2 separate regions of the Delphinus delphis genome follow, and region 1 is linked to region 2. A link is a contact called in public Hi-C data. All regions are on one chromosome and are shown on one strand. The core of a region is the stretch at or near the end of the contact, and the rest is flanking DNA. Distances in the headings are between cores, read along the strand shown. Region 1 holds the start of ESCO2 (establishment of sister chromatid cohesion N-acetyltransferase 2). Region 2 holds the start of PTK2B (protein tyrosine kinase 2 beta).

Region 1 (6,714 bases), core at 640-3,139, 430 kb before region 2:
AGATGCACGTATATGTATATGTGTGTGCGTGTGTGTTTTAAAACCTATTTCTAAGTTTTGGCCATATACCTGCTATAATTTCCCTAAAATGATTAATTTTATGTAATAAACTGACCACTTAGGGCTGTTCTATAATATATATCTCTGGTATGACATAGAGTATAGAGCTTTAGAGGATTGCTTACTGATGAGTATCTACTATATGCAAAACAGTATGTTAAATATTACATAAGAGAGCAGAAAGGAGCAAGGTAATAAAAGATCTGACCCACATTTCCAAGCCATAGGAAACAGCCCTTTCTCTGAGTCCCTCCAAAGGCCTTAAAGAATTAATTATGAAAGCTTACAGTATTTCCAGGCTAGAATTAGAATATAAAGTATTACTGTAGCCACAAGGAGTAGGTGAATGGAAGAATGGAAATACTTAGAGATAGAAGAGAGGAGATAAAAAATGCAAGATGGTGAATTTTTCTTTTTTTAACAGTTTCTACTCATAGGATGAGACTCACTTATCACAGTTCAAAGAATGCTGCTTCCTTTTCCTTGGAGTTAAAGTTGACATCTTCTTAACTGAACTCCTAAAAGCAACAGAACAATATAATAACCAAATTAATCCAATGTGTATAAAAATCAGTAAATCAAAATTATACTTTATAAGTCTGAAAGAGTTCTCAGATGGGTAATGGTCCATAAAGATCCAAAAAAGGGGGAATGGGTTTAAAAAGCAAATCACTTTAATAAAGGTTTAAACCATGAAGGTAAAAAAAAAAAAAGAAAAGGAAAAACACTACATCACAGTAGTAACTAATTCAGCAGGGACAGTACAATTTAATTAACTAATTAAGCAGGAATACTACATGTTTCAAGCCGGAAAATGATCCTATTGAGGAAGGATTTAACCCCATTTCAGGACACACTTTCCCCTCAATTAGCCTGATGAACCCATACCAAGTTTAATCACTTTATATTCTGGGCAGCTGTCCTTGCCATTGCCCTCACCCCTACCCCTCCCGCTGTTAGATGCTCTTGCCCTAGGCTTCCATTCCATCCTGCACCTCCTTGGTATCCGTTTAGCACATTTTCTTGTTGTTAGTTTGACTTTCTCAAAAGCCTACATGTTCAAAGAAGGCAGAGGCCGTCTCTAGCTTTTTCATCAGAAGCAAGAAAACGGGGAAGCGTAATCCTCTCTCATTTTTCTAGTCGAGGAGCTGCTTGTTTCCTTATTTACAAAATACTCTGACCTCCTAAGACTGCGGGTAAACAAAATCACGCATGTTAACTCTCGGGCAGATGGTATGTTGCTCAATAGCGTTTTCCCTTCCCCTTCCTTCGGATCAAGTATATTTAAAAAAAAAAATTACACAAGCTTGGCTTCAAACAAACAGAAGGACCTGGGTTTCTGGGAATTCGTGTCGAGCTGCGGCTTAAGGCAAGACCCTTCCGGGGCTGAATGAGGAAAGGTAGGAGAGAAAAGCGCCTCTGTCCCCAAACGCTTTCAGCAAAAAGACGAGAAAACTCGGCGTCAGAAAGATGGAAACCCGGTGACCTGGAAGTGCGGACACCCGCTCGCTGGCTTCGGTCTCCAGCCGCGAACGCGCCAAGCACCGAGCACAAGCTCTTTTTCCTTGACATTCACCTCCACGTTCCACAGAACCTCCCGGTCTCCTGGCTCTTCCACCCCACGCCTCGACCCTCCGCAGGACTTACCCGCCCCTCGGACTGGCAACCTCTCCTCAGCAGAGCCAGGGGTCCCGACTGTATTCAAATTCTCGCGCGCCAGTCCAGGCAGAAGTAGGTGAGTTCCGATTGGCCGCTTCCCAGCGCGTCTAGGGGCTGGCTCGGTGATTGGTTGTGCACTAGCGTTTGCCCCGCCTACCCGAAAGGCGGTCTCCAAGATTCTCCCGCCCTTGGAAGGCTAAAAGTTCTCTTCTCTCCGAAACCAAGTCTTCAAGAATCCCGTGAGGCGCGCCGGGCTCCATTCCGGAGGCCTTATCTAAGATGCATTCTGGGAATTGTAGTTTTTAGCAGAATAAAACTGAGGTTTTTATATTATTTTAAACTCTGGAACTCCAGGCACATTCTAAGGTCACTTAGTGTAAGATGTTTTTGTAAGGTAGCCTCTCTAAGATTTCGAGGCAGTTATTTTTCACATTTGAAGCTTTACTGTTAGTTTACCTTTTTTTTTAACTAGTAATACGTTAGGTTTCCAGCTCATTTTTTCATTTTTCAAGTTAAATTAAAAAATCATTACAGTAACATCTATGCGCCAGGCATTCTTGCACATTTGATGTGTTTTACTTCATTTACTCTTCACCACAGTCTATGAGATATGTATCATCATTCCCACTTTACAGAGAATAAAACTGAGGGCCTGAAAACAATGACTATTTATAGGACAGAGCTAGGTTCTTCCTTTGCAAAGCCCAAAGATTCCTAAAGCACTTACTGATTATTAGCTACTGTTGTTATCTTTGTGTACCAGCTCCTGGTACAGTCTCTGGCACTTTCTTAGTTCTAAATAAATTTAGTTAAGTGATGCAGAATGAAGTCGGTCAGATGAAGTTAAGAGAAATAGTCAGGTCAAAACTAAGTGCTGTGGGAAATTCCCTTGAGTCAGATCATTCCCACTTTACATCTGGAAGGTAACTGAGGTTCAGAGGTTTGCCCAGTCTTGCCCATTAACTTATTTAACCCTGGCAAAATAGCCTGTGAATTAGCAGCTCTATTCATCTTCATCTTACAGCTAAGGTTAAGTGCAGCACCAAATGTGCCCAGTAGGTGATGGACCTAGAATGAGAATAGTGGAGGAATTGGGGTTCACTCAAAATTTAATGAGCTCCTACTAAGTGCCAAGTACCGTAACTGGCTCAGTGAACGCCTAGCTGTGAAGAAGACAACAGGTTTCTACTTTCAGGCAGGCCAGATGCGGCTGAAAGGAGGCAGATAAGACCAAGAGCTAAGCCTCAAGATTTGACCGCTCACGGGGTGGAGGTTCTGAAAATAAAGTCAGTGAATGACATTTTTCTCTTAGAAAGACGGAGTTTCCCCGCAGTTTTCCAATCACCTATTGTCCTGGCTCCATCCTCTTTCCCCTCAATCCCCTAGTAAGCTGAGCTCTGACCGCGCCGACACGGTAGCCCGCCAGCAGCCGCCGTTATGACACTGCCCGACGTCCGCCGGAAGTGCGCGGAGGAGTTCCGGGGAACGCGGCCTCCGCGCTTCCGGTATCTTGATCTTCCAGGGCTGAGTGCCGCTGCTCGGCGCTGGAGTCGCAGTGCCGCCGCCGGGATCATGGTGTTCTACTTCACTAGCAGCAGCGGTGAGTGGGCGCCGAGACCTCCCGGGTCCCTGCTCGACCGCGGGGCTCCGAAGCCGAAACCCCCAGGCCGCCGCTGAGCCTGGTCCTTGAGCGCCTCCTCGGCAGTGGGTGCCTCTTCCCGCGTCCTCATGGTCCCCCCACCGTGTCCGTCCCAGTCCACCCCGTGCGCCCCCTTGTCAGGGCCTGGGGGCACGTAGAGGCACCATCTCCCTTGCTGTCTTTGCCTCCGGGAGTTGTTCTTTCCCCTCATTCAGAAATACCTGTCGCTACCTGGAATTGGACAGTTTGTGGACTTCTTCGCACCCCTATCCCAAGTCTTCCCTTCCCCACCCACCCCCGTAACCTTTAATCTTGCTGCGCCCTGGTAATTACCCGCATAGAGAAAGAAAGGAGACATCTGCCAACAACTCTGCCTTACCGGAAGTGCGCCTTAGCTTTCTAGGAAAGGGTTATAGGGCCTGGATGTTACAGAAAGCCATAAAAAGACTCTGGAATAGCGATACAGCCACTCATTGGGCAGAGTTGATGTCCCAGATCTTGAAAAGTGACATGATAATGTTTCTGATTTGTCTTTGGCAGGCAAGGAAAGGGTGTGTTTAGTTCCCAGGAAATACTGTCTTCATTTCTCTGCTTATGTTGTTCTCTTTGCCTACAATCAACCCCCCAGTTAGCTGCTTCTCCCCCTGAGACAGCCCTCGCCAGTCATTAATAGATGCCTTTCCCGCCTTGTCGCCACCCCAGGATTGCTTAGATATAACTCTTCGGGGATCCCCTTAACACCCATGTATGCCTTTGGCATTGCATTTGTTATATGATATTAAACTCTGTCTACTTGAGATAGAGTGTAAGCCCCTTGAGGGCAGGGAGAGGATCTCCTGGTTTCTCTAGTGTAGTGCCTGGCTCATAATAGTTACTCAATAAATACTTATTGAATAAATGAATGATATTTTTTGACTTCTAGCACACTCTATTCTGTTGCTACTGGCTCTGCCTACTTGTTAAAGGTGAGATTTAAGTGAAACTAGCTGCACAGTGTTTGTGTGGGTTTCAGTAGAGTGGTACTTGCTCTTTAGAGATGAGAACGTTGAAGCCCAGGGAAGTTCTAACTCACAGACCCCCTCCCCTGCTACTCCGTCATACTATCATATCTCATTTTTCTCAGTAGTTTAGGCTTCCACGGTGTGCCGTAAGCTATTCTCTGTCTCTATAGGCTTAATTTTGTCTTACCCATATTATTAAAATTACTAGAAACAGAATTCAAACTAGCCTGAAAAATCATTATAGGCCCCTAATAGCATTTCCATCCTCCCTCTGTCCTGTCCTGCCCCTCCAGATAACTGGAGTGTCTCTTCGTAGCCTCTCATGAGAGTCCCTGACAACATAGTTACCCGTACAAGTCCAGCAATGGAATGAAAACTATAGGCAGGCCATATAGGTACTAAATGTATTTTATGCTGGCTGCTTTGTTCTCCTTCAAGTGATTCTAAATTCCTTGAGTGCTAGTCATACACACGCAGGTGCCCTTAATAGAACAGAGTGCTTCAGTTGATTTGGGGATCATATTTTTCTCATTGGCTTCCATTGTAACATCAGAATTGCTTCCTGTCAGAAAAATATTTGGCCTCTAAGTCTAATAAATCTGCACTTGTGCAGCTTTTAAAATTGCAAAGTTAATGGAAAAATTATAACTTCCAGTAAGATAGTAGTAAAACTTTATATATCCTAGTACAGAAAACAACTTGAACATACAGAATCTTCAGGAAATGACTTCGTATAGATAGCCAAGCTTTTCAAGCAACTGATGGTTTACTGCAAAAAAACTTTTTAAAAAAATGGATTGAAAATCTCAATAGAAAGTTTTTGCCTTCCCTTTTAAAATTAGTATCTCTAACTAAAATCTGCTTAGTTTTATTCTTTCACACTCTCATAAGAGAGTAATGAAACATTAGCCTTGCTATATTTCCAGTGTCAAATTTAAGCCCCTCTGATTTATGGACCCACAGATTACCTTCACATGGCTCATTAACTTCACTTGTACTTTTAGTACCTTTTATTAGCATCTGTCTCAAGATAGATTGTTCTGTAAATTATGAAATTATCACAGTGCCTCTAAAGTTGGCCTGGTTGCTACACCTGTATCAGGTATCTTCAAGATAACTAGCTCCCATACTAATCAACCTTAATATTTGGGTGAGAGTAACAAAAATACTAGAATAATTCAATTTACTTTTCCTTTATCCCTCTAACATGGATGGGAGCTTAATTCAGATTTCTTACTCAGCAGTCATGCTCCTTTTTAATTTTCTATTTTGACATAATTTCAGTATTTCAGAAAAGTTATAAGAATAGTAAAAGATTTCCTTTATAGCCTTCTCTCAGATTCCCCAAATTCTAACATTTTACCACATATACCTTATCTCCTTCTTTTCCCCTTTCTCTTTCTTTTTCCAGCTCCCCTCCCCACCCAACTCTCTCCCCACACTCACAGATTTTTTTTTTTCTGAACCGTTTGTTAGTAAGTTGCACTTTACCCCTAAATATTTCAGGGTGTTTTTCCTAAAATCAGGGATATTCTCTTATCAGAAGACATTCTTCATTATCAAAATCAGGAAATTAACATTGCAGCAATACTAGTATGTAATCAGCAGCTTTTATTCAGTTTTTATCAATGTCCTAGTGGTGAATTTATAACAAAGGAAAATTACAAATCATTGTTGCTTTCCGCTGTCATTCATTACTCTTTAGCATCTTCTGATCTGGAGCATTGCTCAGTCTTTGTCTCTCACACTGACACTGTCAGTTGAAGAATTACTTTGTAGAATGCCCCTCAGTTTGGGCTTGTAGCAGTTATGTTCTTAATCACCTCATTTTATAGGTCAACCATCCAAAGAACCATCTGTCATTCTCCTGGCTGTAATTTAGATAGCTTGTCCTGCAGAGACAGCTTTGTTTATTTCGATCATTTTAAAAAATTACGTTTGTTCTGATTACAAAAACCATCTATACATTTTATAAGCAAGTAGACAAGGTAACTGTTGTTAACAATTAAATATATATCCTTGCACAGTATAAAGAAAACGGGTACGTGTATTAAAAATATATATGTAAACATGTTTATGTATACACAGTTACTTATTTTTTACAAATTGAATATTACTATATATAGATACACAAAAATACTGTTCTGCTGTTTAATTTCTTCACCTATCCTTTCTTTTTAATGGGTACATGGTATTTTGTTTATGGATATTCTATAGTGTGTATAACCAGTCTTAACTAATGAGTGTTTAAGTTGTAAAAAGAACATCACTGCTTGACGGAGTATTAATTAGTAGGATATATACTCCTAGTGGTGACATTTATAGGCTCAAAAGGGTGTACCCATGTAACAATGT
Region 2 (7,203 bases), core at 511-3,010:
GGGGTTGGAAATGTGGCATTGCCTGGCAAAGATGCCTGGGGATGGGATGGGATGGGGCAAGTTATAGTAGTGAGAACTGCCAGTTGAGTTTTGTAATAGTTTAGCTGGTATACAGAGGACCTGAACTTCAGGGCCTCTGAAGAAGGTCCTTTCTCCTGGAAGAAGAAACAGGAGCTGGTGACACATTAGTTACAATCACCAAGACTTCTCTTTCCTGGTCTCTGTATCTTAATCACCCTCTTTCCTGAAATTATGCAAAGAATAAAAAAAGTTCGGAGTGTCTGAGCTGGTAAGAATTTGGAACAATTAGTCCAATCTTTCCTTTTACAGTTGAGAAAAAGGAAGTAAGGAAAGTGAAATATTATGCCCCAGGTCTTGCCCCTGGCTAATGGTGGTGCTTGGAATAGGACCAAGTCCTTTCCAGATTTCCAGAAAGACTGGAGGACCCTACTGGTTTAATGTTAACCTTTGTATTCTCCTTAAAGAAAAAAAAGCTCCATCTGTTAATTTCTACTCTTTACCCTTGTTTTGATTTGCGGCCCTACTCAGAGAGTTGAGAAAAGAACCAACAACAAAACAAACAAGGGACATCATAAGAACAGAATGAAACACCCATACAGCAAAACAGATTCGCAGGGCAACTGGGACACATAGATAAAACAGTGAAAGAAAGTGAGACTAGAAGAGACAAGATTTTCCAGGGAGGTGCCTGGCATGTGGGGTTATTAGCCCCATCTTGTGGCCTTTTCAGATATTGTCTCGAAGGTTAATTTTTGAACCAGTAAGCCTAACTGGAGACCTACTTGCTGGGTGAGTAGACCTAGCACAATGGGCCTCAAACTTTACTGTACCTGAGAATCACCTGGAGAGCGTGTGAAAAACGCAGATTCCTGGGCCTTTCCTCCCAAAGAGGCAAGTAGATCAAAGAATCTGGACTCAAGAATCTGTGCTTTTATTTAGAAAGCTCCCCCGGTAACTGCAGGAGGACCACTGATCATGTATAAGAAACACTCCAGAAAGCAATAACACTTAGTGGCATCCATCAGCTTGGCATTGTGGGGAAAGGCCTATTCTGAGTAAAAGTTTGGAAGGAAATTGTCTAGATGTTAGCCTACTTGCAAGCTAACAAGTATCAATGGAAAAAATGCTGCCTGCCGTATCGGTAAACAAAGGATGTTGCGGCCATCAAGCCATCACATTAACGCTACCCCGACCTAGCAGTCAACTGCTGCAGCCACTGCCCCCTTCCCCCCAGTGATGCACCCCGAAGAGACTCAGGATGAGAAAGCACAGGATACTGACCTCAGATAGCCGAGGTGCACATCAATTAGTGAGCCCAGACTCTTGCATCTTCCCATACATAGAAAAGTGCTAAATTCCCTAACTTGAGATATCTGGTTTTCTTTAATTAACAGTAATCTTTTCAAGTTCCGACTACCTGGTCTTTGTTGCAAAAACTATGTATCCTGGATCCTCTCCTACCTCTTTGGAGCAAGCAGTCCCTCAGGGCTTAAGTCCTCTGTTTTGTCCGCCAAGTAAGATGTAATTCTCAACTTTTAAGTTGTGCTTTTTTTTTTTTTTCTCTAGTCAACACATGTTAGCATGCCACAGTTTCAGGAATGCTGGTAGATGAAACTCTTGAGTCAACGCACAGTTTATTACTAACAGCAATGGCAATAGTCAGATTATAGTCATTTGGGCCAGTTTCCTGAGCCTTAATTCCCAAAAGCCTACATGATGTGGGCCACAGGAGGAAGCTTAGGGAACCCAAATCTTTTATAATGAAGAGTAAGATTGCCAGATCTTTGCCTGGAGGGAGACATTATCTCTGCCTTCTGAGGCTGTTCATCATAGAAACGTCCTTGAAAAGACAGTACCAAAAAGGCAGTGTCTCTGGGTGGCATACAGAAACATGAGACCTGTGGAGACTTGTCTTCCAACGGAAGCCGGAAATGAAAGTGTTCCAGGGGAAAGGAATCCCACATCTGAACGTTGTAAAGTGATCAACGTGACGCAGGTTGGAGAGACTCAGGCCTGCTGTACCTGGCAGGAATTTAGCCTGGATTTCAGTTCCCACAGCTAACTTTGCAGACGTCCTTAATCTCTGTTTCACTCACGAGGAAATAGATTCTGGAAAGATGGTGACTTGCCCGCCTATTCAACCACGGGACAAGAATCGGATCTTCTCAGAGGTCTTCCACTGCCCCTTTCTCTCATTTGTTCCCGCCTTACCCCAGGGGGCAGGCACAAGACTGCCCAAAATAAGTAAGCAACTAATGCAAGAGCGGGCACAGATCTTTGAAAGGGCACTGCAAACTCTTAAGCGGTGAAAAAGCTAACGACGCCGTTAAGATCAGACTTCACTTCGGAACCACGAAGTAAGGAGCTCTGGCTTCTCCCACCTCACGGGCCTGAGATTTCCGGGGACCACTTAAGGAAGAGGCTCCTAGACTTCATTTCCCATTTGAAATCGGAAGTAGGTTGCAGTGACACGGAAGCCCTAGAACACTGCTGGGGTGTTTTTTCCCGGCTAAACTTGCTCGCCTAGGACTGACCGGGATTGCGGAGCATACGGGGCCCACCTCGCTCTTCCGGGGTTTCCCGAGCCGACCGGAACTTGGGCGGAGCCTCCCGAGCGCGCCCAGCGCGATTGGCCGGCACCGCTGTCGCTCAGTGCTCCGAGTGGAAGGGGCTGACCGCCGGCCTCCGCAGGGTCGCGGGAGCCGCGCGGCGGATGGGAGGGGCTGGAGCGAAAGTTGCGGGCGCGGGATCCGGGATCCGGGGCAATGGAAGCGGGGCCCGCCTTGTCCCCCGGGCCTTCCCGCTCCTTCAAGGAGGAGCTGCTCTGCGCCGTCTGCTACGACCCCTTCCGTGACGCCGTGACTCTGCGCTGCGGCCACAACTTCTGCCGCGGGTGCGTGACCCGCTGCTGGGAGGTGCAGGTGGCACCCACCTGCCCGGTGTGCAAGGACCGCGCGGCCCCCGCCGACCTGCGCACCAACCACACCCTCAATAACCTCGTGGAGAAGCTGCTGCGCGAGGAGGCCGAGGGCGCGCGCTGGACCGGCCACCGCTCTCCGCGCCTCTGCCGCCTGCACCGCGGCCAGTTCAACCTCTTCTGTCTCGACGACAAGGAGCTGCTGTGCTGCTCGTGCCAGACCGACCCCCGGCACCAGGGGCACCGCGTGCAGCCGGTGAAGGACACTGCCCACGACTTTCGGGTAAGCGCGGCCGCGTGCTGGAGGTGGCTGAGTGCGCACGTGGACTGGAACCCAGCACCCTGACCCCGCTGCTCCTGCACTCCAGCCTGCCAGAGCTGGTGTGCCCGGTCCCGCCCCTCTTCCCCCTGCCAGCTTGCTGGTGCCTCCTCGGGACCCCCACTCCCTGCCGCTGGTAACATACAGAGGCTGCCTTCTTCATCAAGGCCGGCCCAGGGGCCTGAGATGGAAGGAGAGAGAATGTCAACAGGAAGTGTGAGAACTGGGGTTACAGGATGTTCTCAAGACAGCTCCCCTGCCCCACCACCTCTGAAGGGCTGAGGCCGTGCACCCTTTCTACCACAGGTGTGTGGCCCATGCCACTTTTAGAAGCACAGGTGTGGGTAAGCCCACAACCCTGGAACTTGGCACACTCAAGGTGGAGGTGCAGGACCCCAAGACCTGGCCAAAGATGTGGAGCCTTTTAGATCTCCCCACATCTTTCCCCTCCTTCCCGGGCTGGATCCCTGTATTGTGTAGCTGTGGGGAGGCCTCTGGCCCTGGCCCTGGCCACCTGGTCCCTTCTGGATCACTCTCTCAGCATCCCCCTAGAGTTCCAGTGGCTATAAATAAGGTAAGGAACAACTTTAGGGCAAACTAACATGGAGAAGTTTTTGGCAGAGGAAGGAAGAATGATCAGGAAATAAGGAGTAGCCATCTCAGGGGTTTTCAGATTTTTTGACCTCAGCTAGCACATGGTAAGACATGTTTTTTCCATTGAGACCCAGAACTGCCACATGCATGTATGGTGTCTGTATCAGCTGAAACAAAAGTTCTGTGAAAATGTCTATTGTACTCAGGTATTTTCTGTCGTTTTATTTTAAAAACTGCACAGGGTGTAAAATATTAATTTATTTCATCACCAACTAAAACCTACTAATACATAGGTCAGACCCACAGTTTGGAGAACCCAGCTCTGCTAGTCTGAAGCTGAGTGTACTGAAAAGGAGGCACTATAAGAATGCCTGTCTCCAGACACTGTTTTAGTTTGTTTGCTTTAATGCCTTTCTTAAGAAATATCAAAAGTTGACAGTTCCATACACATTTTGACAAAGTTCAAGTGAAGGGGAATGTCATCAATATGCTTGTTTGAACCCTACACTAGCTCGGCAATGGGATAAGCCTGTAACTGCTGTCACAGTGGTCCACAGCAGTGCTTTTTCTCCTTCATTTCCCTTGGTAGAAGTGCCAGGTCCTGATTTGGGATAGCTGAAGTAAGTGCTGGGCATTCTGGGGGCTGGGGTTGAGGTAGGGGGCCACCATGGATCGAGTCATGACGAATCACCGTGGGACCGCCAGAAGTATAGATCAGGAAGATGGGCAGGGGTCAAGGCCAAGAGCACTAAGGCAGAACCCAGGGCTGAGCTAAGCCAGGATTCAAGACCAGTGAGCCAGGTGCCCCAAAGTGCATATGGTCTAATGACATCTTTCTGTTTATTCAGCAGATGCCTCGTACTGCTAGGCCCTGGGGATACTGCAGGACACGAGCTAAACAGTAATTCGTACCTTCAAGGAGCTTCAAGCAGAGACTGAGGGGTTAGGAAGTGTTAGCCAGGTGAAGGGGGGTCAGGGAGGGTATTTCAGGCAGAGGCAGCAGCATGTGTAAAGGTCCAGAAGCAGTGACTATCCAGACACTGAGAGAATGAGGGTGGAGTTGCAGAAGGAGCCAGGAGGCCCCAGTCTTGGCCTTTGTTCTAAAGGCTGTAGGGAGCAGTTGGAGGGTTTTAAACAGAGGAATGATGCTGACAGACCAGTGGGCACTCAGGGCTATGTCTGAGGGGGTGAGGAGTCCTGTCCGGAAAGATCTGAGGAGTGTGCTCAGCCTGCTGCTGGGTGGCATCACTCATGCGTTAGACAGCTGTGCGCCAGGACCTATCCTGGGTGCTGAGGCTGCAGAAGTCAGTAAGCCAGAGCCCCTGCCCCATGGAGCTCGCACTGTAGTGTGGGGACGTCAGCCAGCAAATAGACAAGTTATCGTTCTGCATGAGTGGATAGGCGGTGGTGGTGGGGACAGTGTGGGAAGGCTGGACAGGTGAGAAGGGGCTGATGGGGAGCCCTGAAAGCTGTCCCACAGGGGCTTTGCGATGAGATGTGTACATTCGAAAGATTACTTTGGCAACCGTATGAGGGACTCCAGCAAAAATAATCATACCAGCCAACACTTTTTGACCACTAAACTAGGTACCCTGTGCTCTTAAGTGTTTACTTGTCAACACAGTTAATCCTCACAAAAACCCCATGAGGTTGTGTATTAGTTTCCTCTCGCTGTTGTAATAAACTGCCTCATACTTTGTGGTTTAACACAGCACAGATTTATTAGCTTACGGCTCTGGAGGTCAGAAGTCCCGACATCCAGGTGTTGGCTCCATGCCCTTTGGAGGCTAGGAGAGGATTTATTTCATTACCTTGTCCAGCTTTTGGAGGCCCCTTCCTTCATCTCTGAAGTGCATCATTCCAACTTCTGCTTCTGTTGTCCCATCGTCTTCTCTACCCCCCTGCCACCCTATCGTAAGGACCCTTGTGATTACAGGGGGCCCCCGCAGACAATCCAGGATAATCTCCCCATCTTAAAATCCATATTTTAATCACATCTACGGAATCCCTTTTGCCGTGTAAGGTAACACGTTCCCAGGTTCTGGGGATTAGGATGTAGACATCTTTGGAGGGGCTGCTATTCAACTTGCTACAAGTGGGTACTGTTCTCCCCATTTTACAGGCAATGACACTGAGTCTCACAGAGGTTAAGCAACTTGTCCAGAGTTAGAACATTTACTGTACAGTTCACCTGGGGCCTTGCTCTGCTCTTACTCTGGTCATGGACTTTTTTTTTTTTTTTTTTTTTTTGCGGTACACGGGCCTCTCACTGTTGTGGCCTCTCCCGTTGCGGAGCACAGGCTCCGGACGCCCAGGCTCAGCGGCCACAGCTCACGGGCGCAGCCGCTCCGCGGCATGTGGGATCCTCCCAGACCGGGGCACGAACCCGCATCCCCTGCATTGGCAGGCGGACTCTCAACCACTGCGCCACCAGGGAAGCCCTGGTCATGGACTTCGATAGAAGCTTCTCTGGTCCCTGCTGGCCCTCTGTTCCGGAGCCGTGAGGGCAGCCGCCTCTGTGTTGTGGGTCCTTAGAGGCTTGTGTGGATGAGAACCATCATCAGTGGGCCGACAGGTGTGGAGTGAGTGCCTGCTCTGTGCCAGGCACAGTGTGTGCATGAAAGGACAGGGTGGTTCAAGCCCCTGCCTTCTTGGAGTCAGGTGGGCATGATCGAATACTAATCACACCAATGGTCAGTCAGAGGCAGTGAAAGCGGTACCTCTAGCATTAGAACGCAGGTCTCCTGACTCCCAGTCTGACGTTTGGCCCGGCTTGCATCTTCAGAGCAAACCAGCCCTGAACCTCCACCAGGTCCCAGGCCTCAGAACTTCCTTGTCTAGACCCCTTTCTTCTCCATCTCACCGGACTGATATGACGGCCATTCTCTGCCCTCCAGCTTCTTCCTGCCCCAGACCCAGCCTCTTCCCCTTCTGGGGTTACCTTCTTAGAATCAGTCTAGCCAAGCCTAATCGAGGTTTATTCCAGGCACCTCTGAAGTCTTCCCCCTTCCAATCCTTTCCCCTTTTCCCAGCTGTTCCGCCTCATCCTGGATCTCTCCTTATGGGCCAGGCCTTCCCAGATCCAAGTTGTACTGGAGGATGTTTAATTGCCTCCTGGCAAGGCCTGTGACCAGGGGCAGGATGGGGTCTTACTGAGCACCGCCCATTGAGGCTCCTGAGTTAGGGGGCCTAGCTCTAGTTGCCATGGTAGACATCTGCTTCTTAAGGAGGACTGACCACCAAGGGGAAAGGAAGAATGGGAGCCTGGATTGGAGTTGGAGAAGAAGGGCATCTGAATGAGATCAAGTTGTCCCAGATGCATCTCTGCAGTCCATTTAAGAAACCTGGAAAA

The links. A called contact is a pair of places that touch in the nucleus more often than the background predicts.
Region 1: a Hi-C map of lung shows a contact between it and region 2, with 7 times the contacts expected there. The contact joins the promoter of ESCO2 here to the promoter of PTK2B in region 2. A contact is called at or near these places in 2 of 3 Hi-C or Micro-C datasets (lung and muscle).

The regions. Positions count from the first base shown.
Region 1 is chr6:104,152,917-104,159,630 of mDelDel1.2, reverse strand. It overlaps ESCO2 (establishment of sister chromatid cohesion N-acetyltransferase 2), which reads right to left and starts at 1,889. Exons shown (of 11, transcript XM_060013602.1): 1 at 1,708-1,889; 2 at 510-578. The coding sequence starts at 562. It overlaps CCDC25 (coiled-coil domain containing 25), which reads left to right and starts at 3,237. Exons shown (of 10, transcript XR_009519936.1): 1 at 3,237-3,319.
Region 2 is chr6:103,720,790-103,727,992 of mDelDel1.2, reverse strand. It overlaps PTK2B (protein tyrosine kinase 2 beta), which reads right to left and starts at 1,760. Exons shown (of 32, transcript XM_060015200.1): 1 at 1,303-1,760. TRIM35 (tripartite motif containing 35) reads left to right here and starts at 2,744. Exons shown (of 6, transcript XM_060013600.1): 1 at 2,744-3,221. The coding sequence starts at 2,787.